Linked DNA regions of Mus musculus: all the other regions are linked to region 1. The links are chromatin contacts, called in public HiChIP or PLAC-seq and promoter capture Hi-C maps. All regions are on one chromosome and are shown on one strand. Each heading gives the region's core, a stretch centred on a gene start, on an enhancer-like site or on the middle of the called end of the contact. The rest is flanking DNA. Distances are from core to core; before and after follow the strand shown.

Region 1 (3,240 bases), core at 339-2,838:
TCGTCCAACCTAAGGGCCCGACACAGAGAAGGAAAACAACGCTACCTCTGCCATTGGACGCTCAGCCTAGGTCACGACTGCAGCACCGGCAGCTCATCCTTTTGGGTCTGGTTCAAGATTCACAAAACTGCACACTCGGTATTTTATAAAATAAAGACAGACACACACACACACCCCTTCCTTTCAGACTAGTTTCCTGTTTACTGCAGACAGAGATGCAAAGCCATCCATTAATCTTTGATGCCTTCCCACTGCAAAGGCCCCTTCCCCCGCCCCATCTCACTCTCTCCCCGCACCTCCCCCAACCCCGCCTGCTTTGCTCAGATACATTTGAACTGTAGTAACCCCAAGCCAGCTCGCCGCAAGCAGGCAGCGAGCACAGCACAGCAGCGCGGCACGGACGCAGCAGCCCCAAGGCTAGGGGATTACGTGGAGCAGAAACTCTGCCAGGAAGAGAAGCCCGGGTGCTCCCTGCCTCGCCAAGGGTGCTGGCTCTACCGCGCCTCATAAGGCGCGCTTATATGAGTCAAGTTCCTAACCCTTAGATAGAATAGGGGGTTCATTCCACAAAGGTCCTAGGGTGGGAAAGCAGAACTGGAGAGGGCGAACCCAGGGATGGCGAGCGGGAAAAGGAACACAGTAAGAGAGAGATGAGCTGCTCGTGACTGAAGAGAGGCGCACTGCACACTAAGCCAGGGGTCCCCCTATTCTTTGGGCTTGGCAGGTCTTTCTGAAACCCGCAACCTGCACCGCCTGCACATGGTTAGGCTGAGTTAAGGGGCTGCGAGGTGAGGAGACGCCAGGGAAGAGGGAAGAAGCTTGAAAGCAAAAAGAGTGAACAGAAACGCAAAAGACGAAAAGTTAGAAATGCAAACCTGAGCAAAGGAGCCCGGACTGGACACCTCTGCCAGAGAGACCGGGAAAGGCCTTGCAACCGGGGTACAGGAGAGCAGAGAGGGGTGAGCCCCAATGAGGGCATCTCAGGAATGTGAGGGTTCTCTCCCTCTCCAGGCGCGGGAGGAAAGAAGGATGGAAGGTGGTGAGGAGGCAGCCGAGGCCCCGGGAACGAGTATGAGGCTCTGCGAGGAGGTCGCAGGAGACTGATCGCTGCTCAGGGGTGGGCGGGAGGGCGCGGTGCGGAGGGGGACCAGGCCGGGGCCAAGAGCCGGAGAAGGAGGGGGCGCGGCGGGGAGGAGCGAGGGTGGGGGAGGGGAGGGGAGGCGCAGTGGGCAGCAGGCCTGCGGGATGCTCCCGGCTGACCGCAGTCACCTGGAGCCGCAGCCTCCCTGCCTGCGGGGCGGCACTGGGGATGGCGGTGTCCGCTGCTGCCCGGCTCCGATTCCCGCCCCTCCGGTGAGATCTTCGGTTCCGACGGCGGGGGGCCCGGTTTGCGCGGCTCACAGCGGCGGCTCTCCCGCGTCCGGCCTCGGCTGCGGCGTCTCGGGAGGCGGAGGCAGCGGAAGCGGCCCGAACCGTGAGGTCACCATCCTCCGCGGCGACAAAGGCGCTCCCGGGCCGAGCGCCGGCACCAGCGCCCGGCGGCCGCCATGGCCTGGTCCCCGCGCTCCGGCTCCGCCCCCCGCGCTCTGCGGCGACCGCCGGCTCGCGCGCTCTGCGCCTGCGCGCGAGCTCGCCATCGCCCGGCCCCCGTGCGCCCACGCTCACTCACAATCGCGCACGGCGGGATCTTCCCGCACCGCCTCCGTTGAGTGGGCCCGAAACGCCGGCTTCTCTTTGGTGCTGGTCCGGCAGACTATTCCAAGGAAGGGTGAGGCGACACCGGGACATGCACTGTGACCCCAGCCATTCTGACACGTGTTCGCGCTCACTCCGCAGACACCACGAGCCGCACGCGCCCACACCTACACTCACCTGCTGGGACCACGTGGGACAATGTGAAAGGCTGGTCCCTGCCGCGTGCAAACCCAGAGCAATTTTTAACTCTCTCCTTGACTAGACTAAGACTCGTCTCTAAGGCATCAGGGACGACGAAGAGTAAAATGCTGGATGAGTGAATGGTTTGGAATTGCTCCCTGGGACTGTATTCCGGCTCCTTCGTTTGGTGCAAATGATTAACTACTGTATGAAAATAAAAGGTGTAAATAGGTTTGCCATTTCTTTTGGTTCAAGGTTCAAACCACATTAGTGTGCACACACCCTTTCCCTGAAACCCTTTTGTTCTGCTCTAGTCTCCTAATACTATGGCACATTCTTGCCGTATTATAAATGTAGAAGCTTTTAGAGCAGGATCTGTGTCTATATAGTATATAAGCTTGCTGAGGACTTAAGCTGATCTTTGCAGGGATCTATTACTACGTTCATCTGTATTACCATTGCCTCGCTATTACCTTCTGCCATTTGCTCTGTTGTTCCTTGCTTTTAGTTTAGTCCCTTGAGAATCAGTTGCCACTAGAAACTAGTGTGGCCTTTCATTAGGCAGTGCCTAGGTAACAGAAGATGAACACCAAGTGATTTGTAAGGCATTGCAACCATTCTGGCTCATTCGGAAACTTGCCAAGAGCCTCCACCTTACAATCTGTACAAGACAAAATGAGTATTCTTTGATGTTTATGTGTCCTTGTCCACTGCTTATGAGACACATACACCCACGATTCTGAACCTCTGGGTCTCCCCTGCTATAAAACTGTAAACACAACCTCTACATATACAAGGTCATCAGAGCAGGAGAGATGGCTTAGCTCTTAAGAGCCCTTTTTGTTCTTCTAGAGAACACCCCACCCCCAGGTTCAATTCTCAGCACCCAGGTGTAGCTGGTAACTCGAGTCCCAGAGGATCTGACGCCCTCTTCTGGCCTCCATGGACACTACAAACATGTGGTGCTCAGACATATCTGCAGACAAAACATTCATAGATGTAAAATAAGTAATATGTAGCCAAAGCCATCACTAAAGTTCACAGTAGCATATCTCCCTCCCATTTTCTGTGACTGTGATAAAACTTGGACAGAATTTATGGAGAATGGGTGTGTTTCAGCTCACTGTTTAACGCACAGTCCCTCGTGGGGCAGGTTAAGGCATCAGGAACTTGAAACAGCTGGTCACTTCACCCAGAGTCTAGAAGCAGAGAGTGATGTGAATGCATGCATGTCACTGCTCACTGCCTCATGTTCCTCACTCGTAAGCAGTGCAGGATGCCCTATCCAAGGAATGGCATCACACTAATCAAGAGAATGTCCTCAGGAGCCATGGTCCCATGTGACTAATTTTGTCAAATTGATGA
Region 2 (3,240 bases), core at 465-2,964, 990 kb after region 1:
CGGATGCCCACCAGCCTCTAGTACTTTGTTACAGTAGCTCTGCTTCCATTCACACCAAGTCTCCAAACAATCCTTCCCAGCCCAGGTACAGGAAGAAAGAGGCAAAGCCTTCATTCAGTCCTCTGGGTTTTCCCAGTTTCCCAGTGGCCAACAGCAGCCTCAGCAACAGGAGGTGAACTGAGAGGGGGATCAAGTTTCAGCCAGCCCACCTTCTACCACAGGAGGCCAACTGGCAGGGGAGTTTGTGTTTTCTCCCTTAGCTTTCTAGTCTGCAACCTCTTTCGGTTAAGGCTAGTGTGTCTTTTCTTTCTCTCGTTTTGAGACAAAGTGTCCCACTGTGTAGCCCTGTGCTTCCTGGAGCTCCTCCTGACGCTTCAGTTGACCTTGAACTTGTGGAGATCCTTCTGCTGTCTCCACAGTGCTAGGACTGCCCCCAGGCCAGACTTTTAAATTTCATTCAGTTCCTGCCTTAACAATGAATTCCCACCATCTACCTAATATTTCTTTACACCGAACTGTAACTTTACTACGTTTGCATAGATTTATTTAGGCATCTGCTTTACCACTGAGCTATGCACTAGTCTAGTAATTATATTTTAAAAGAAATTGCTACAACATCATTACAATGATAGGGAAAATCAGCATTATGTATAGTAGGTGGTATTATGTGTCTTTGAATTACACACTGTAATGGATACACAGTATTTTTTTTTTAATCCATTCTTGTACCATGTAAAGTAACCTCGGGAGGAAATCCAATGGGATACGAACTATTCTTCATTTAGGTGGCTGGTGAAAAACCGACTTCAAGTTCTTGGATCTCCAGGTCCTTTGCCTGGAAGAAGACCACACTCCCCATGAAGGTAAAAGAGCAGGCGCACAAATAAAAGGGCACCAAGAGTGCTGAGTTCCCATGCGGGGCATCCTGAAGACACCCACAGGAGACCGAAAGTGACTTTAAATACCCAGTCCTTGCGAGTGACAAGGGCGGGGAGGAACTGACCTTCTCGCGCAGAGTGCAGTGTACGTCCGAGGCGACGCGCCCTTCCCACCACGGCTCATCCATCACCGCCGCAGTTATGAAGCTACCGGGATCTCGGGGCGCACCCTGCGAGGACACCAGGAGCTTCAGCGATCGGAGACTCTTCCTTCACCCTGCCCTCAGTGACCCTGATCCTCCTCGGTCCCTGTCCCAGTCCGGGACGGGCGCCCCCTCCTGCCCTGCACCGTGGAGCTGGCTGTCGCCCGCTGTCCTGAAGAGCCAGCAGTGTCCCCGCTCCCCTCCCTCCGCCCGCCCAACCTGGGGCTATCTGGAACTGTGTGCAACAACTTGCAGAATATCCAATGTGCCCCTCTGCAAAAGTTGCAAAGTTGCGGGCTGTAGTAGCTCTCCCAGGGCTGGCTGGGTCACTGGCTCAGAGTCCCCAACTCCTCCCCCGCCGCCTAGCCTTTGTCCTGCTCGCACATCCTGCCCTCGAGCCGGGGCCAGACTCACGCATCGCTGTCCCGGCGTGGGGGGCCGCGGGTGGTGGGTCCCTTCCCGCACCGGGTACGTAGTGCCCTCCGATGGCCGCCCGGTCCCTGGCCTCGCGTGCTCGCGACCGCTGCCTCTGCAGCCCGTCCCGCCCGGCCACCGGCGCGCCCCTGCGTGCGCTCGGTCCCGCCGCGGCTCGCAGTTCGGGCCGCCGGGGGCCTCCCTCCCTCGCTCGGGGAATTGGGGGCCGGGCCTCGCGCATGCGCCGCCAGCACCCCGCGCCCCGCGGGGCGGGGGGCTGGGAATGGCAGTCTTTCTTTCCCCGGCGCTGAGCTGCGCTTCCTGCCCACCCTCCTCCCTCGCCCGGGCAGAAAGCTAGGCTTCACCTTCCCTGGGACTCTGGGGGCGATCCCCAGTGACCCTGCCCCCTTGATCCTGGAGCGCGGGGGACGCGGCGCCACCTGCGTGTGCCGCGCGTGGATCCAGCGGCCAGGACGCCCCCAGAAAGTTCTGACTTCCGCATGCGCTGCTCCTGCCAACCTGCAGACGCTTCCACCTGTCTTTCTTTCTTTTTCAGCCTGCCCTGCGATGGGGAGGTAGATTTTCAAACAATTCCCACAGGAGCCCCAGAGAAGACACCCTTGGATACGCACGAGTTCCTCTTTATAAAGAGGGCTCAGTGAGTATCTTATTGTACTCTTAAGCGTGCATCCATGCTGAGCATTGCAGGGAAACAGTCCTTGTGGCAGGTTGCGGGATAGAAAGCCCTTTTAATTTACTTGTTTTCAGAAAGGCATTTTCTGGAGCCTGCAGTATAATGGCATAACATCCTGCTGTGCTGATTTTTGTGAGCCCTTTGGTGATCCCACTAACTTAAAATCAAGTCCACCAACTACCTGGGTGTTTTTGTTCACCCAGTGTCTTAACCACTTAGAGCTTGGCTTTAGGTAATAGAGGGATACAAACTACAATAATCTGCTGGGGATACATTATGATTAAATGAGAAAGGACACGAAAGAGGATTACCACTAGGCCCGTTAGAAAGTCACCAGTCAATAAATAATTACACGAAAAAGACTTTAGTTTCTGCCTAGTTTTCTACAAGATAGATATTTGTTGTGGTTTGAGACATGGTTTTTCTGTGTAGCCCCAGCTGTCCTGGGACTTGCTCTGTAGACCAGGCTGGCCTTGAACTTGGCGATCTGAGGGAGGTCTTGTAGGACTACAGAGTCCTGTGAGCTGGGACTAAAGGTGTGTGCCACCATCATCAAGCCGCAAGTAAAATTTTACGGGTTAAAAATACAATTTAGTTTTGAAAGGCTACTATAGTACTGCATACCTGCGACATTAGCACTCAGAAGGCTGTCTGTAGCTTAAGGGTTAGGAGTTCAAGGGCAGCCTGAGTTACACAGAAGTTTGAACCCTGTCTAGGCTGAGGGTTTTTTGTTTTGTTTTGTTTTGTTTTTCTATGTTTTTTTTTTTAGCTTTGATGAACTTGTACTGAAAAGAAGTTTTAGCATTTATGAGCCCTCATAAAAATTTAAAAAATACCTGAGATTAAACAAATGTGATATATATGCAATCATGTATGCATATCTTTAGATCAATGTGACCTAAGACCTTCATGAAGAATCAGATGCAAAGCATGGACAGGCAGGCCATCAAAGAAAAAAAAATCTCATGCCCTATTCACTAACAAACAGATACAAACAGATACACAAGTAGATACACAGATACACAAACAGATACATAGATACAAACAGATA
Region 3 (3,240 bases), core at 463-2,962, 950 kb after region 1:
CCCTCTCTGCCCCCCAACCTGGCTACCCTGCATCCAAGAAGGATCAACCCTGGCTGCTCGCTTCACATCTGCTATGAAAACCACCAGAGAGCAGAGAGCAGCTTCTGGCCTAAGGATGGTACTCAGCAGATAGCTTTGTTTTGTTTTTGTTTGTTTGTTTGTTTTTCATAAATGAGCAAATGGTTTTAAAGTCTAGAACTTTCTATATCACAAGCATGAACCTCATATACATGGTCCCAAGGCAACCCACAGTTTTTGAGGATGACTGTGGGTGTAGGTTTCCCATAGGCCTGGGTGTGAGGCCAACTGCAGCCTCTTCCTGTCTAGTCACCACCCTGAGCTCCACAAACACTTTCCTCTTCCATTTCCCTTATGCTGATGAGCGATGGGATTCCAGGGCTTTTCTAGGGAAAACTGTGTGATCAACAGGAAGCTGCTCTTTCTATGAACAATAGAATTTAAATAAAAAGTGTGGCAGACTACCAAGATACATTCAGGTGAAGGTATCCTTCACCTGAAAACCACACAAAAACCACACACACACACACACACACACACACACACACACACACACACAGCCAACACCAGCCTTTTTGTTGTTAATGGTGGCAGTTAGGGAGGGTACTTCCTACTCTTTCCCCAAGGCAGGGAACAAGAAGTCTCTTTCCAGGAACTGGGACACAGATGGAGCAATATGGCTGAAAAGCTGATCAGACACTAGCCCAGAAACCACTTGAGGACATCATTCTGAAGACACTGTTCACCACATAGCATAGCACAGCAGTCAGGACACACTGAAGACATGCACACTACAAGACCTTAGAGCCTCAGCCAGGTCACTGCCATATACTCTGGGCTTAGTCTCAGCCTCTTGGGCCTATGCTTTCTGGCCCTGGCCTGTGACATGGGAATAATGAGATGAGTTGAGGTGGCATGCTGGGTTCGTGTACAGGGAATGGAGCTCTTTCTAGATCCTGCTTCATCCAGAATTTGCAGCATCCTCAGTTATAGGTACAAGGATGGATTTCTGGATATACCTTGATAAAGAGTCAGAGAGCCAGGGACAAAGAGAAAAAGGGCCCTCTACATCAGTGTTCTGTGCTCTGTGGGAAAGAAAGGCAGCTGTGACAGCCACAGAGCTTGGGGACCAGGCAGCCCCCAACCCCACTGTTCCTATGGGCCTGCTGCAGCTGGGTACAAGATCTCTGGTCTCTGGGAAGATGTTGAAACTAGGATCATCCTGGAGGGACAAACTTTCAGTACCACGGTCCTTGAGCTTTGGAGCTTTGAGCTCATCTGGCATGAAGGTGGACTTGAGACCCCTGCCTGGCTGGACTGCCTCCTCCCTTAATAACAAAGAGAAAGCTCCCTTCCTCTTCCTCATCTCTCTGAAGAGCAAAGGCACTCAGTCGATGGCTGTCTCCAGTGTGTGCTTACGGCAGGCAGGATAAATAATGCATGAATGGACCTACGGACGGACAGACGGACGGATGGGTGGAGGAATGAGAGCCAGCACACTTCCGATGGCCGGAATCAATTCCTGAGGCCCGTTTAGGGCGGAGCCGAGAGGCTGTGAGTATCTGTTTTCCTCAAGAGGAAATTGTGGAAATGCCTCCCAGGGTTGGTGGTGGCATCTGGCCAGTTGGGTCACACACAGGCTTCCCTTCTCACTGCGAGGACGTCGCTGCCTCAGGATGCAGAAATAGGAATGATGACTTCATAGGGTAGCCTGAGCCAATCCCTGGTTCCATTGTGTCCCACTTTATAAGTGACCTAAATAACTCTAGGGACTGAAATCCAGGATTATGCGATAGGAGACATTTGTCACATGCGTGGCTGGCACCAGGGCGAGGGTGGGGTAAGGGCTTTGTGTGGGAGAGCAGGGTCCTGGCATGAATCAAGCTCCTTTAGTGACTGCTGAGTATAACGCCCATTCCCACTCACACGGGCTGGGTCTGATGGGGCTTCTGGTACCGAACAACAGCAAACCAAGTTGCAGGGCCAAAGGTGTAGAAACCAGAGGCCCTGGATCTTTTGTTCCAACCTCTGCTGGGAGCAGAAACAAGGAACAAGAGAGGCAACACGGCCACTGCTATGAGTTACGGAGAGCCACTTCCTGACACAGGGACAGTCCTGAGGGCTGACACAATCTTTCAGTCAATGTGGGTCTTTGGCTCAGGAAGGGGAGGACTGGGGAGCCTGCACAACCTGTCTGCTGACCTGTGTCTTCCTGGTACCACCAAGCACAGAGGTGAATGGCAAAGGCTGCAGCTGTGAGCCCAGACCTACCAGGCCATTTCAAGTCACCTGCTTGGTCCCCCTTTCTTCTGTCCTTTTTAGAAAAGTTCCTGATGTCTTGAGCCTTGGTTTCTACCTCTGTTTAAGTAGGGAAATAGCGACTATCTCCTTAGGATTTGTTTGGGAATTAACTGAGTAACAATGTATAAAAATTAGAAAGCTTCACATAGCACATAAACTCTCAACAATCAGTAGTGATTCCATTTACCACACAAGGCTCACCTTCCACCTCCACATTCTGATGATGGAGGGAATATAGTGAAGCCTTAAGACACTTCTATTTTTTTTTATTGTTTTTTTTTTCTGTTTTTTAAATTTCCACAAGAAACAGAGCTCACTCTCCCACAGAGGAAAAACATCTTTAGCTCCTCAGAGGGTGAGGCACCGCTGAAGGGAACTGAGACTCCAGAAGTGGCAAAGTATAACTCTCATAGAAGATTCCAGGATATGAGCCTGCAGAGTCCAGGAATATCCTGGCAGGAACCTGCCTTTAACAAGTGCCCACAAGTCAGGAGATGTCAGATTTTCCTAGAAGAGTCCCAGAAACCCCACCATGTCTGGTGACAAAGAGGAGCCTTTTCCTGTCTAGACATCAAAATGCTTGTAATTAAAATTAAGACGTGAAAGGGGAGAGGCAACACATACTTCCTAAAGCCAATCTTAAAAACTCTGATGTTAACACAACAAATACAGCCGCAAGTCCTCCTCTCACCACCAGGGCGGCGTACTTCTCTTGAGAATGAAATGGTTTTTAGTGCAGACTACAACCCAGTAGTTGGTTAGTGTGGGGTGGGGGGAGGAAGGCGCAGCTGAAGGAGAAGCTGCTGTGACCAAGGCTCACCTCACCCTGAGGCTAAAAATGGAACTGTTACCCCATGAAGCTAAGCATCCCAAGAAGGCAGGGCATAGCTGTCATCTAGAAAACTCTCAGCATGGCTTTCC
Region 4 (3,240 bases), core at 204-2,703, 920 kb after region 1:
ACGAATAATATTACTTACTGTGACAGAAGAGGATTGAAAACAATCCAAAGATCTCAATAGAAAGTAAATTATACACAGAACAGAATGTGATTGATTGATTGATTGGTTGGTTGGTTGGTTGACTGTGGTGCTGGAGATAGACCATTCCCAAGCTAGGCAAGCTTTCTAGCATGGAGCTAGTTAAAATTATAAAAACATCAAATGTTGGCCTGTGCCTATAGCCCCACATTTCGGGAGGGTAAGGCAGAGGATCAGGAGATTCAGGTCATCCTAGACTACGTGAGGAGTTTGAGGCCTGTCTGGGCTACCTGAAACTCTGTCTTGAATGAGAAAAGCAAGCAAACAAGCAAGGCATAAAGGAACGTGGAAAACCTCCTGTCGGGAAAAGGAATTCTAGGATTGGAGACTAAAGACTGCTATGTGTGCGTCAAAGTTGACTTTTCATCAGGTCAGGAGGCAGTGAGTCAGGGGGCTGGCTCAGTAGAGAAAGGTACTTGGTGCCAGGCTACACACACACACACACACACCATGGTACACGTGTAAACACATAAGAGAGACAGACAGACAGACAGACAGACAGACAGACAGAGAGAGAGAGAGAGAGAGAGAGAGAGAGAGAGAGAGAATCGACTATCCCCTGGTCCCAGGTAGGGAGTCAGCCAGTGTGGTCAATTCTGCTTTGAATAGAAATGATGGGATTTCACAGAGAGAAGACCCCAGAACAGGAGAGGGTTTTTTTTGTTTGTTTGTTTGTTTTTGTTTTTTGTTTTTTGTTTTTTTTTTTCTTGCTTGCTTGCTTGCTTGCTTGCTTTTGGTTTGTTCCTGATACAGGATCTTGCTCTGTGACCCATTCTTTCCTTGGCATTATGACAAACCTTCTTCAGCCTCCCAAGTACCAGGATTATCGGTGTCGTCCACAGTGCCCAGGCGAAACTTTGTCATTAACAGTAGTAATGGTGAAGATGCTGACGAGGGATTTTGCATTGCTTCTTTAAGTGACCCAGAAGCCACCCCACACCCCAAAGACTGGAACCCCATGTGTAAAGTGGCACATAAGACATCTAGCTTACAAACTTCACTTGTGTGCCTTGGGTCAGGGTTGGCCTGGGGGCTCCCTGGGAAAGGCTCATGCCTTGTTCTTCTGGATTGCCATATACAGTTCAGTGCACAGAGCTTGGTAAATGAAGGCTGAGGAGAGCTTAGGGATGGGCAGAGAGGGGCTGAGCAGAGAGGTGAATGACCACACTCTGTGGCCGTCCTGGCCTTGGCCTTACTGGGACTGGTAGTGGGATTGTAGGTGTTTTTCCTTAAGGTGAATAACCTTGGGGCTCCTGCCCACGTCATAAAATATCAAGCAACTCCCTGCTAGGGCAGGACTGAGAAGTGGGGTGACTTTGGGGCTGAGCCTTGGCAGTTGGGAGTGTTTATAAGCTGGGACTCCAGACTCCTCAGGACCAACCTTCTTCCTTAGCTGCTCGCTGCTGCCAGCTCTCTTCCAGCACCATGGCCTTCAGTGGCAAATATGAATTTGAGAGTGAGAAGAATTACGATGAGTTCATGAAGCGCCTGGGTGAGTGAGCTTCTTTGTGTCCCTTCCCTGGGACTGGCTGCTTATAGCTAGCTCTGGGATAGGAACCCAAACTCTTGGGGTAGAGTAGGACAGAACTCATCCATCCATCCTTCCATCCATCCATCCATCCTTCCATCCATCCATCCATCCATCCATCCATCCATCCATCCATCCACCCACCCAGACTTTTGCTGAGCAAACACTCTGTTCTGTCTCTAAAGATAATCAAAGCTGTAACACATCCTTTGATTTTTAAAAGACTTAGAGAATTTTAGTATCTCTAATTCATGTACGGAAAGTGTGAGTCTCAGACAAGTTTCATCAACATTAAAGGCCACATAGTAGTGACTGGTGAAGTGGAGATCTGATGTTTATTCGTTCAAATGTTTGTTATTGTTGTTGTTATTAGAAGCAGGGTCTCATGCAGTCTAAGCTGGCCTCAAAATCACTATGTAGCTGAGGATGACGCTGAAATCTTGATTCCTTGGCTTCTCTCTCAGAGGGAGGGATTACAGGCATATGCATACCTTGTGTTATGTAGTGCTGGTGACCACACCTGGGCTTCACTCATGCTAGGCGAGCGTTTCGTCAATCGAGCCTTATCCCTAATCCTGCTCAAAGTTATTGAATGTCTGCTACATGCAAAGGCTGTCCCAATAATTGGGTTTTTTTTTTAATGTTTTTAAACGTGCCATCTCTCCAGCCCACTGTCCCAATATTCTTGATGAGCCACCTCAGAGTGATTTACCTAAGTCAGTGACAGAGGTCATTAACACCCAGAACCCTGTCATAAATGATGTCACTATATCCTGCTAGGGAGAGATGACCAAGGAGTTAATACAGAAACCATGTTTAACAAGACAATCCACATAGCTCACCAACAAACTTTCTTCTTCCCTTACTGTACTATTTCGGGTAGAGAAACCAGATTATTATTATTATTATTATTATTATTATTATTATCATTATTACTTGCCTTTTGACAGCAAAAGGTCTGTTTCGAGTTGACCTTTGACACTGGTCAGTTGCAAAGTGTCAAAGGGAAAGTGGATTTGATGGTCTTGTCAACCTTTCAGTGCACTAGCACTGAGGCCATGCAATTGTCAAGGATGAGATGTAGCTCTGGTGGGAGACAGTTTGCTTAGCATGCCTGAGGCCCTGTTTCAATCACCAGCACTGCATAAACTAGGCCTTGTAGTGAGTGCCTATAATCCCAGCATTCAGGAGACTGCGGAAGGAAGGCCAGAAATTCAAGGTCATCCACTGTCCAGGTCACTTGGGACTATCAAAAAAAAAAAAAAAAAAAAGGAAGGAAGAACAGTTCCAGTTTCATGAGACCCACGGGCATCCTCTTGTGGTGTTTGTCCTTTGTCCTTCTGCTGTGTCAGAGTGGCCCTGAAAGTGGAGCCCCGTCCCTCTGTCCTGTAAGGCCTTGTGGACAGGCTACTTTTTCTTCTGAGTCTTTATTTCTTTGGTGTGTGTCATAAGATTTATTTATCTTTTTATATCTGTTAGAGTTTGCCTGCATGTATGTAAGTGCCTGGAGTCCCCAGAGGTCAGAAGAGGTCACTAGAGTCCTTACAACGGTAGTTACAGATGGCTGTAAACTGCCTTGTGGGTGCTGGGATCCAAACCCTGTAAGAGCAGAAAGTATTCTTAACTCTTGAGCC
Region 5 (3,240 bases), core at 448-2,947, 880 kb after region 1:
AATCTTTTTTTCCTTTCTTCTCTCCCTCCTTCCCTTCTTGTCAACAGGGTCTTTCTATGAAGCCCAGGGTTCCCTAGAGCTTGCTTGTACCCAGTTCTTTCCTCAGCCTGGGGATTACAGGCATCCCACAGCACACCTGGCTCTGGGTTTGCCTGTGTGTTTTCATGGGTAGTTTTGCTCTTCAGACTATTTGGTGTCTGGATTCAGAGAGTGAGATCCAGGAGGCCCTGGATGCTACTGAACTAGAACCCTTGACTCTTGGGTTACATTGCAGAGAGCTGTGGCAAGGGCTGGACCTCAAATCCAAGGGAATCCATTGCTTCAATGTACTTGGGTTCTGGCGGCTGGAACAGGAGTTGAACAACCAGAGTACAGAGTATGGTTTGTGCTTCTATAGTTCTCGTGTCTCTGTGGTACTGGTGGGCATGTATTCTATCTAAAAAGCCATAGAGGACATAGGTTGGGTTTGCTGCTAGGGACTGGAATCAGGCCCTGGAGGAATCGGGTCGAAGGAAAACCTGACTTTTCAGTTTATATTCGTGCTGGAGTAGTTTTAAAACCTGGTGCCAAAAGTGTGTGTGTGTGTGTGTGTGTGTGAGAGAGAGAGAGAGAGAGAGAGAGAGAGAGGCAGCTCAGTGAAGAAAAGTATTACTTACCAACTCACCAGGCCTGAAAGCCTCAGTCCCATCCCTAGGCACCCATGGGAGAAGGTGAGAACACTCCTGTAAGCTGTCCTCTGACCTCCACATTGGCAACGCGGTGCCCAAGCCACACAATGCATAATTAATTAATTAAAAATAATTCAGGAGAGCCAGGCGTGGTGGCGCACGCCTTTAATCCCAGCACTCGGGAGGCAGAGGCAGGCGGATTTCTGAGTTCGAGGCCAGCCTGGTCTACAAAGTGAGTTCCAGGTCAGCCAGGACTACACAGAGAAACCCTGTCTCGGAAAAAAAAAAAAAAAATTCAGGAGCAGGCATTGATGTCCCTGTTGGATTTGAGCAGCTAGTTAGTCATTTAGACCAACGACGAAAGTGGAAATAACAATGTGGATTTCAAGGCTAGGTCATAGCAGGGCATCCAGTTACTTGATTCTTTTCTGTACTTGTTTTCTTTCATTCTTCTGTTATTGTTGTTGTTGGTTTGGTTTGGTTTGGTTTTGGTTTGGAGGCAGGGTTTCTCTGTGTAGCCCTGGCTGACCTGGAACTCGATCTGTAGACCAGACTGGCCTCAAACTCAGAGAGATCCTCCTGCCTCTGCCTCCTCAGTACTGGAGTTAAAAGTGTGCTCCATCACTACCCAGCATCAGAAAAACAATGGGGGGGGGTTGTGTTTTGAGACAGGGTTGCTCTGTGTAGCCCTGGCTGTCCTGGAACTCAGAAATCCGCCTGCCTCTGCCTCTGCCTCCCAAGTGCTGGGATTAAAGGCGTGCGGCACCACGCCCGGCAGAAAAACAGTTTTTAAGGGCAATCTATTTCAGTTTAAGGTTGGCAATTATTATTATTTTTTAATTGTTTAGATTAAAAAGCAAAACAAAATCCGAGGGCTGGACTAGAAAATCTCTGGGGAGCCTGAGTCCTACATCTTGACTTTCAGCAGAACGGTTGTGGGGGAGGGGCGACAGCACAAATTCCTCTCCCTAGAGGCTGGGATGGAAAGCAAACCAGGCACCGCGGCAGCTAGGCGGGGAGAAGCTCAGACTTTCCCAGGCGGTTCCTACGCGGAAGTGCTGGGGTGAGGGTGAGGGAAGCCAGGCCAAGGAGCCTGGTGTTAGAAGGAGCAGAGCCTGCAATAAATCACCTCCCTAACCTGCCTGCTTTCCTAGGCTGTCAGCTTGGTGGAGGGTGAGGGTGGGGGCGGGGCAGGGGTGTGCTGAAGCTGGCGGGGCACCAGAGGAGTCTACATTTCAATTGCAATAGGAAACCAACACCCTACACCTCTATTCCTCTGCCCCAGCCGCTTTTCCTTTTTCTCCTCCGTCCATCCTTTGCCCTGCCCTCCCCTTCTCTCTCTGTGGGCCCTCCTCAGCGGAGAGGGATCCACTCAGACATCAGGCCTGCAGTTCTGGTCCTCTCCGGCCTCCTTTACAGTGGGTTCGATTCCCTCCAGGGCTCCAGGCCATTCCATCTTCGGCACACATGTCTCATTCGGAGATCCAGCTTGGATGAGTGTAGCCCGATGATGGATGAGATAAGACATTAGGGCTGCCAGGCGAATGGCAGCTAGCCAGAGAGATAGGACTCTCACAAGATAGCAGAGCCACCCTGAAGAGAGCCTACAGCTACCAGGATACAATGTTCCTTGGGTGCTGCCCCCCCATCCCCACCCCATCGCCCATCCCCAGGCCTGGGCAGCTAGTGGTGCTGGAAGCACGGGGCAGAAAAGAAAGCCACAGACCCTCTGAATCCAGTACTTAGTGTACAGATCAGCTTTAGTGGGTGTTGTGCCTTTCCAAATGTCAAAAGCGGACACACACACCCTCCTCCCTACCCCCTGCCAGAAGATCCCATAGAGATGCTTGGATCGGGAAAGGTTGCTTATTCCAGCGGGCTACTCTGTGCAGGTGTGTATAATCGGCTCACTCATTCATTCATGCACACAATGTGGGAGTTCTCTATAGAGCTCAGCTGCCCACAGTAATGCCCATGTAGTCTTAGAGGAGCAGGCTGGTTTCAGTACAACCTTCCTAGCTGTGTGACCTTGACCAGGTCTACCCCTGCATAAATAGCAGCTCATCCCCTCAGGATTCTGTCAGGTGGCACAGGTAAATTGCTTAGAACAGAGCCCGACTTGTGAAAGATCGATGGATTCTTTCATCCACCCAAGAGCCCATACGTGTGTTTGTGTGTGTGGGGGGGGTGGGGGTGGGGTGCAGGGCTGCAATGTTTGAGGTTTGGGGGCCACAGCCAGGAACAAGTCAGAGGGGGTTCCTGGTCTTAGGTGGTTTATCCTCCAGGCGGAAGACTGGAGATAAGCAGACAATTGAATGAAGAACCAGGGAGATTCAGGTAAAGGGAGGAGACTGGAGACTGGAAGGGAGTGAACAATAGCCAGGAGCGGCCTGTGACCAAGGGCTGAAGAAAACAGATAAACCCAGATAAGCCAGACAGGGCGGCTGGAAGGCCAGGATGAAGATGTTATTTTAAGCCCCGTAGGAAGTGACTGTGCTTTAGTGTCTGTTTTGCTTTTTAGCCTACACAGTTGCAAGCAGAAGAAGGAGGAAGGAGTTGCCAATATTTTAAG
Region 6 (3,240 bases), core at 415-2,914, 840 kb after region 1:
CTTGCCTAGCATGCAGAGGCTCTAGGCTCAATCTCCAGTACAGAGAAAAAAGAAGAGAAGAGAAATACATAAACACATCAAACACACAGAGCCATTTCCAAACAGGTGAGACACCAGAGTGTGTGTGCTGTTGCAGGAAACAGAATGGAGAGCCATGAATGGGAGTCTCTGCACTTCCTATCTGCAAAAGAAGAGAATAAAAAGGTTAACTCTAGACTGAAAGCAGATTACCTTCTTTACCTGTTTAAAGCAGTGCCCAGAACATTTTAAATCAAAAGGTGAAAATATACTGGATAAGACAGAGGTTTGTAGGTGAACTCAACCTTCTAGTCAAAACAAATTTAACTGTAAACATCGTCTCGGAAATCTTTTGAGACTCAATCTCTATCACTGCCAAAGAAAAAGTCATGCGAACATTCCTTTGTAAACCCACCACTTGGGTAGTAAATGTTCAAAAGACAGGGGACCTATCCCGTCTCCAATATTTCTTTAAGCTATAAGTAAAATTAGCAAAAGGTACCTCCTTATTAAAGAGTGATCCTCCGAGAAACTATTTCCAGCAGTTCTTAATAACAGTTAAAAAAGGGTTCATTAACTCTAGGCTCTTCCTCTTTTAACAACTGACAGGTAACCTTTTGGGAAGCCCAAAGCACACACCCCTTTCTTCAGCCCCGCTAAAGTTAAAGGTTGATTTGAGGACAGGGAGATGCCTCCGCAGCACCTCTTCCCCCCCCCCCCCCCCCACAGCACCCGTTTCTCTAGGGGATCCATCTGCATTTTGCATTAACCCATCTGCCCCAGTGCGCAAGCCAGAGGGTCGCAGGGGGCTGGGGATGCGGAGGCGGGGTGTGCCAGCCATCTGCACCCGCGCGCGTCCCCAGCTGCACACCTGGGGCCGGGGCCGCGCGCGTCGGCCCCACGCGGAGCGCGCCCCACGCGGAGAGCGGCGCGGCGCGCAGGACCCGAGGGCGGGGCGGGAGCAGCTCGGGTTCGCGCTCTCCCTCGCGGCGGAGCGGACAGCTTGCAGTTGGGGGGCCGACGGTACCTTTTGGATAGGTCCATGAGGACCCCGGAGAAGAGCTTCTCCCCGAGGCGGAACGACACGACGAGCGCGTCCTCGATGATGTGGTCCAGCGTGACCCGCACCTCCGAGCCGGGGATGAGGTGCGACACCGCCGAGTCCCCGCCCGCCGGCGGCACGAGCGCCGGAGCTGGTGGCGGCCGCGGCGCGTCCTCGGGCTGCTCGGGGGCGGCCGGAGGCTGCTCGGGCGGCGAGACCGGGACAGCCGCGGGCTCGGGCGGCTTCGCCTCCTCAGCCTCGGAGCTATCGGCCAGCTCCCCCGGCGGCGGCGGCGGCGGCGGTGGCGGCAGCGGCTGCTCGTCGGCCTGAGGGGCGGACTGGCGCCCGTCGGCCTCGCCGTCCGGCACCGCCGCCTCCGTGGCCGTGACCGGGAGGGGGGTGCCGGCTTCGCTGCCGGGAATGGGCTCTAGCTCCGGCTCGGCCTCGCCGGCGCCCCCTTCCCCGGGGGACGCCGCGGTCGCCGCCGCCTCAGCAGCCACGGCCGCCATTTTCTCGCTGGTTTCTCCCTCCTCCTACTCGGGCTGCGGCGGCGGCGGCGGCAGCGCGGCTGGGATCCCGAGGCCTTCCCCTCCCTCCCGCTAACACTCTCGTCCCGCCCTTTCCCTGATGCTCGTGATTGGCACCGCGCCATTGGCTCCGCCTTCCACCCCCTTCCGCACTTCTGTCAACCCATTGGTCAGAAGGAGCCGTCTGTCGCGGGCTGAGTCCCGCCCCCTCCCTCAGAGTAGGAACTTCCCATTGGTCAGGTGAGTTGTCAAGTGGAGAATCTAAAAGGAGTTTGAGGGGCGGGCTGAAGGATGGCAAAAGCGGCGCCCTGTGCTTACAGCCTGTATCTATTGGTTAGTAGGGGAAATACCGCTTTAGGATTGGTTTATGCCCCTGCCCTTACTCGGCCCGTTCTTCGGAGGTGGGAGAAGGGAAGAAAACGCGAGTCGTGCCAGTTCTTTCAAAGACTCCCCAAGGGGGGAATAGCGGGAGAATGCAGAAAGGGAACCACTTCCCAAGAATCTTTGCGCAGAGATCCTTAGAATAAATGTTATTTCTAGGCTTGGATTTGCTTGTGGCCAAGTGTGGGCACAACAGGCTTCTGTTGGGAAAGATAACTAAAGTTCCGAAAATAATCCTGAGACACTTTTTGGGTGCCTATTCACTAGTCAGATTACGAGGTGCTGGAAACAGGGCGATGTACAAGACATTCTCCATGACCACATGACAGGAGCTCCCGCATACACACAAGCGGTGTTTTCCTTGGTTTCACTCTTTAAAATATAAAGGACTAAACTCTAGGAACCTGCTAATTTCAAAAAAGGAAAATTCTAACGAGAAGACAGACAACTGGCATGCTAAATTGACTGTAGTCCTTAGATCCACGGAAAGAGTTCACTATTGAAGCCTTTTCTTTCCTTACCCTCTTCCTTGCCGTGTGCAGAAAGAAAGAAAGAAAGAAAGAAAGAAAGAAAGGAAGGAAGGAAGGAAGGAAGGAAGAAAGAAAGAAAGAAAGAAAGAAAGAAAGAAAGAAAGAAAGAAAGAAAGAAAGAAATCTAGGCATAGTTGCCGGTGGGGCAGCTCTTGGGAGGCACAGGCAGAAATGGCAAAATTCTAGTCCAGACTTAATACAGTTTCAGGATAGACTCAACTGCAAACTGAGATCCCATCCCAAGAAAGAAAAGATGAGGGCTAGGGGAGCCCTCCAGTGTCCTAAGGTCCTTGTTTTTGTGGTTTGGGTTTTTGTTTTGAAACAGCGTCTCCCTATGTACTTCTGGCTTGCCTGGAACTCACAGAGATCGGCCTCCTTCTCTCTGCCTCCCAAGTGTTGCGTTTAAAGACCAATTCTATTTGAAATCTGTTAAGTCTAGAAGGAGCCACTGTACTCATTTCTTGCAGATTGTTCCTCAGTCAGTCCTTTCTAATAGGAGCAATCAGAGGCACTGAAAACACCTACAAAAGAGAAAGAAGATATTTACCAACGTGGAGGGAAGAATGAAATGTCAAAGATTAATTGAATACTATATATCAATATCTAGTACAATCTTACATGGTCCTTGCAATTCGACAAGTGCTATTATACCCATTTTATTTGAAAACTGAGACAAAAAGGTTTCTAATGTTGTTTAGCTAATAAATTACACGGTCATAAGTCCAGGTATTTTTTTATAGAA
Region 7 (3,240 bases), core at 442-2,941, 820 kb after region 1:
GTGGAGGTGCATCGAGACTGCGGCTTAGGCGCCAGCTTGCCACTCCGAATTTTCTCCAGTCCCGTCTTCAGAGAAGAGTCATTTTCTTCGTTCCTGTACCTTTGTGGTTTTAACCGCACTCGGGGTGGGAGAGAACCTGAGCTGGGACTCTGATACCGACGTGTGAAGTGGACTTTCGCATGGGCGGTTTTGGAAGTGGAGGTTTCACTTTGCTTCTTCTGTGCCTTTTCTTTGGCAATTTTCAATACTTCCCGAGCTTTTGCGTGATCCATGTTCTTGCTTTGGAGCACTTTCTTGGTATTTAACTGAGCTTTTGATGTATTTGCCTGAGCAGAAACCTTGACTACTCTGCCCCTGCTGTGAGCGATACTGGAAACCCTCACCACAGTGTTCCTTCTCTGGCTTTCGTTTTGGTTTTTCCCATCCACTTTATGGTCAGTTTTCAGTTTTTTGTTCACAGTAGCTACACTGTCATTTCTCCGTTTTTTATCTTCATACCTAGAAGAGTCACTGCTACCTTTCCTAATTTCCTTCTTTTCAGCAACAACACTGTTTTTACACTTATCACACAGGACTTGCCTGGGCCGTAGCTTAATCGCATTCATTATTGAAGTGGGTTCTTCCCTGTACATTTTTCGTTTGGGTCGCTTAATTTTCCGAGGCGGCGGCTGAGGTATTGATTGGTTATATGTGTCCCTGATAAACAAGGGGGGAGGGTAAGGTGCTCCTTCATGGAAGAGAGGAGGTGGCTTGGAAGCCCACAGGCGCTCAGGAGGAGGGACTGGAGAGAGGTCATCGGGAACAGCACCGTTCACTTCCTGCTTGACTTCTATCCCTTCTTGGAATGTGGTACTTTGGAGCTGCATGGCGTCCGGTTTGTCCTTATATTCCCTTTTGGGAAATACTGTCACAGGGATCCCATGGGGCCCAAACCTTTGAAGGAAATGGAAGAACAAAAGAAAGCTAGTGAGTTGATATCTGTAACTCAACTTCTTAAACGTAAACAACTTCATACGCATCTATACACGAATCTAAAATAAACTACTGCTGTCTCCAAAGTAACAAAATTCTCCACTTCTTTTGATTCTACATTTAGAGAGAAACTAGAAATAACCGAAATAAATGGTTACTCTAGGCAATACCAGAGTGGCTTTATTTAAAATGGATCTGTTATCAGACAGATTAATATGAGATGCCATGTGGTATTAAACTCACTGAACCATGCACATTTTCCAGTAAATGCACCCATATATTAGACGTCATCATTTTCCTCTGGTCATACATAATACCTCTCAAAAGCTTAATACCAGCCAGGGTGGTAGCACCTGTTGGTAATCTCTGCACTCAAGGCTAAGGCAGGAACACCTGAAGTTCCAGGTCAGTTTAAACAGCACAGAATCAGATGCTCAAAGTATTTCCAATGCTGACAAGGCAGAGCTGCGTGGTTTCAAAGTTTGTTTTGTATTACTTTGTATATACTGGTGTTTTGGCTCTATGAATATCATCTATATATACCATGAGTACAGTGCCTTCAGAAGCCAGAAAAGAATCCCCCACACTGGAGTTACAGATTATTATTATTATTGTGATCTGCTGTGTTGGTACTGGTGACTGAACCCAGGTCCAGAAGAGCAGTTTGTGCTCCTAACTGATGACTCATCCCTTCAGTGTCCCTGAGTTTCACTTTTTAAAACCACAAACTACATTCAGAAATTATTTCAGTTGGGCAGACTGGCGAGAATCTGCAGTGGCAGTACCCAGGAGGGTGTGACAAAGGATTGAGTTTAAAGCCAACTTGTACAACACAGCCAAGGTCTCTTGTCTCAAAGAGAGAAAGCAAAGGAAAGAATAAAAGACAAGCAGTATTTTCAAGTGTAATCCAATTTCAAACCAGTTGTATAGCCAGTATGCATGTATAAATAGATCCCAGTATGCATGTATAAATAGATCCCAGTATGCATGTATAAATAGATCCCAGCTTCAGTAGGAAGGAGAATGAGCAGAAAATAAGAACTGTTTCTCAGACAAACCTGGAAATGTAACTGGATCAATGTAACTTGGTTGAAATAAAGAAACTTTCAGTTAAATTTGCTGTTTTTATTGCATTTTCATAAAAACAAAACCATATTCCAAGTATCTCAGTGTATGTCAGGATGCAAATTTTAAAAAACACTGAGACAACAACATCTAGCACAAGACAATGTTAATGCCAGTTTTATAAGGCAAAGTTACAGAGAACCAATGATAGCAGCAGACTATCAGGTCATGAGGAACCCTGTAAATTAGAAGAAAATGTTTTCTATATGTCAGTTTTTGAAAATAACAAGTGTTTGGGTTTTTTGCTCATTTGTTTCTGTGTTTTATGTTCTTGTCCTCTTAAATGTTCTCCAGAAGGTTCAGAATAACTTTTTAAAAATAAATCTTTAGCCAGTTGTGGTGGCTCATGCCTTTAATCTTAGTAATCAGGAGGCAGAGACAGGAGGATCTTTGTGAGTTCAAGGCTAGCCTGATCTATGTATCAAGTTCTAGGACAGCCAAGACTATTGAGAAAGATTCTATATCAAAAACAAAAAAACACCAGGCGTGGTGGTGCACGCCTTTGATCTCAGAACTTGGGAGGCAGAGGCAGGCGGATTTCTGAGTTCGAGGCCAGCCTGGACTACAAAGTGAGTTCCAGGACAGCCAGGGCTATACAGAGAAACCCTGTCTCAAAAAAAAAAAAAAAAACCAAAACAAAACAAACAAAGAAACAAACAAAAAAAAACAACCAAACAAAAAGGATAGGATCCTCTCATTATCCTCGCTAAAAATTAATAAATCTTTAGGCTGGAGAATTTAAGGCATAATAATCTGAATGATTTTGCTTACTTTTTGAAATTATGTTCACTACGTATTCTAAGCTAGCTTAGAAACTGCTATGTAGTATAGTACCAGGCTGGCCTCAAACTCAAATCCTCCTGCCTCTGCCTCACAAATCCTGGGATGACAGGCATGCCCCACCACGCCCAGTGATCTACAGTGAAGTTCTCAGAGCTCTTACCAAGTGTAAATTTTAGTTTTGCTGTATAAAATAAAAGGTTAGCTCCTAGCTCATGGATTCAGGTAATCCTCAACACAATCATCAACAAATATTAGGCACACATTTTCCTTCATTGAAATAGTTTTAACTTTACTTACATCTAGATTGAATTTTTAAAATGTTTATGTTTGTTTTCACTGGAGGGTGGAGGCAATGCACAT

Evidence for each region. Promoter capture Hi-C pulls out the DNA fragments that hold promoters and counts their contacts. HiChIP or PLAC-seq counts read pairs in DNA pulled down with a chosen protein or histone mark.
Region 2: an H3K4me3 HiChIP or PLAC-seq map of embryonic stem cells shows a contact between it and region 1, with 8 read pairs. The contact joins the promoter of Ccnjl here to the promoter of Rnf145 in region 1. A contact is called at or near these places in 6 of 39 promoter capture datasets (embryonic stem cells, hippocampal neurons, liver and 3 more), 2 of 484 Hi-C or Micro-C datasets (Sertoli cells and embryonic stem cells) and 4 of 115 datasets of contacts at active chromatin or transcription factors (embryonic stem cells, forebrain and neural tube).
Region 3: a contact with region 1 is called in an H3K4me3 HiChIP or PLAC-seq map of bone marrow-derived macrophages, with 9 times the contacts expected there. The contact joins the enhancer-like site here to the promoter of Rnf145 in region 1. A contact is called at or near these places in 5 of 39 promoter capture datasets (the 3T3-L1 cell line, hippocampal neurons, liver and 1 more) and 1 of 115 datasets of contacts at active chromatin or transcription factors (bone marrow-derived macrophages).
Region 4: an H3K4me3 HiChIP or PLAC-seq map of bone marrow-derived macrophages shows a contact between it and region 1, with 4 times the contacts expected there. The contact joins the promoter of Fabp6 here to the promoter of Rnf145 in region 1. A contact is called at or near these places in 2 of 39 promoter capture datasets (cranial neural crest and embryonic stem cells) and 1 of 115 datasets of contacts at active chromatin or transcription factors (bone marrow-derived macrophages).
Region 5: a FOXA1 HiChIP or PLAC-seq map of pancreatic cancer cells shows a contact between it and region 1. The contact joins the enhancer-like site here to the promoter of Rnf145 in region 1. A contact is called at or near these places in 1 of 39 promoter capture datasets (hippocampal neurons) and 4 of 115 datasets of contacts at active chromatin or transcription factors (bone marrow-derived macrophages, embryonic forebrain, extraembryonic endoderm stem cells and 1 more).
Region 6: a promoter capture Hi-C map of the HPC-7 cell line shows a contact between it and region 1. The contact joins the promoter of Pwwp2a here to the promoter of Rnf145 in region 1. A contact is called at or near these places in 14 of 39 promoter capture datasets (the C10 cell line, the HPC-7 cell line, HPC-7-derived erythroid cells and 8 more), 7 of 484 Hi-C or Micro-C datasets (CD4 T cells, the HPC-7 cell line, the N1E-115 cell line and 4 more), 8 of 115 datasets of contacts at active chromatin or transcription factors (astrocytes, bone marrow-derived macrophages, cardiomyocytes and 5 more) and 3 of 9 other capture datasets (adipose tissue, liver and pancreatic islet).
Region 7: a contact with region 1 is called in a promoter capture Hi-C map of the HPC-7 cell line. The contact joins the enhancer-like site here to the promoter of Rnf145 in region 1. A contact is called at or near these places in 11 of 39 promoter capture datasets (the HPC-7 cell line, HPC-7-derived erythroid cells, cranial neural crest and 6 more) and 9 of 115 datasets of contacts at active chromatin or transcription factors (bone marrow-derived macrophages, embryonic forebrain, embryonic hindbrain and 5 more).

The regions. Positions count from the first base shown.
Region 1 is chr11:44,517,304-44,520,543 of GRCm38.p6, reverse strand. It overlaps Rnf145 (ring finger protein 145), which reads right to left and starts at 1,588. Exons shown (of 11, transcript NM_028862.4): 1 at 1,270-1,588.
Region 2 is chr11:43,527,223-43,530,462 of GRCm38.p6, reverse strand. Ccnjl (cyclin J-like) reads right to left here and starts at 1,714. Exons shown (of 6, transcript NM_001045530.2): 1 at 1,496-1,714; 2 at 1,004-1,108. The coding sequence starts at 1,066.
Region 3 is chr11:43,568,258-43,571,497 of GRCm38.p6, reverse strand. All of the region lies in intron 3 of Ccnjl (cyclin J-like), which reads right to left. Among named protein-coding and RNA genes, the nearest start is that of Fabp6, 32 kb to the left of the region's middle. Within about 2 kb of position 1,712, at least 74 of the 459 cell types and tissues checked have an H3K27ac peak or open chromatin away from gene starts, as enhancers often do. A contact at or near this core is called in bone marrow-derived macrophages, where this site is marked.
Region 4 is chr11:43,599,775-43,603,014 of GRCm38.p6, reverse strand. Fabp6 (fatty acid binding protein 6) reads left to right here and starts at 1,453. Exons shown (of 4, transcript NM_008375.2): 1 at 1,453-1,570. The coding sequence starts at 1,504.
Region 5 is chr11:43,632,733-43,635,972 of GRCm38.p6, reverse strand. No RefSeq gene overlaps it. Among named protein-coding and RNA genes, the nearest start is that of Fabp6, 33 kb to the right of the region's middle. Within about 2 kb of position 1,697, at least 117 of the 459 cell types and tissues checked have an H3K27ac peak or open chromatin away from gene starts, as enhancers often do. A contact at or near this core is called in bone marrow-derived macrophages, extraembryonic endoderm stem cells, hippocampal neurons and 1 more, where this site is marked.
Region 6 is chr11:43,680,422-43,683,661 of GRCm38.p6, reverse strand. It overlaps Pwwp2a (PWWP domain containing 2A), which reads right to left and starts at 1,664. Exons shown (of 2, transcript NM_027557.1): 1 at 1,046-1,664. The coding sequence starts at 1,569. Gm34963 (a long non-coding RNA gene) reads left to right here and starts at 1,598. Exons shown (of 2, transcript XR_388594.3): 1 at 1,598-1,827.
Region 7 is chr11:43,702,227-43,705,466 of GRCm38.p6, reverse strand. Pwwp2a (PWWP domain containing 2A) reads right to left here. Exons shown (of 2, transcript NM_027557.1): 2 at 1-933. Among named protein-coding and RNA genes, the nearest start is that of Gm34963, 22 kb to the right of the region's middle. Within about 2 kb of position 1,691, at least 31 of the 459 cell types and tissues checked have an H3K27ac peak or open chromatin away from gene starts, as enhancers often do. A contact at or near this core is called in the HPC-7 cell line, bone marrow-derived macrophages and hematopoietic stem and progenitor cells, where this site is marked.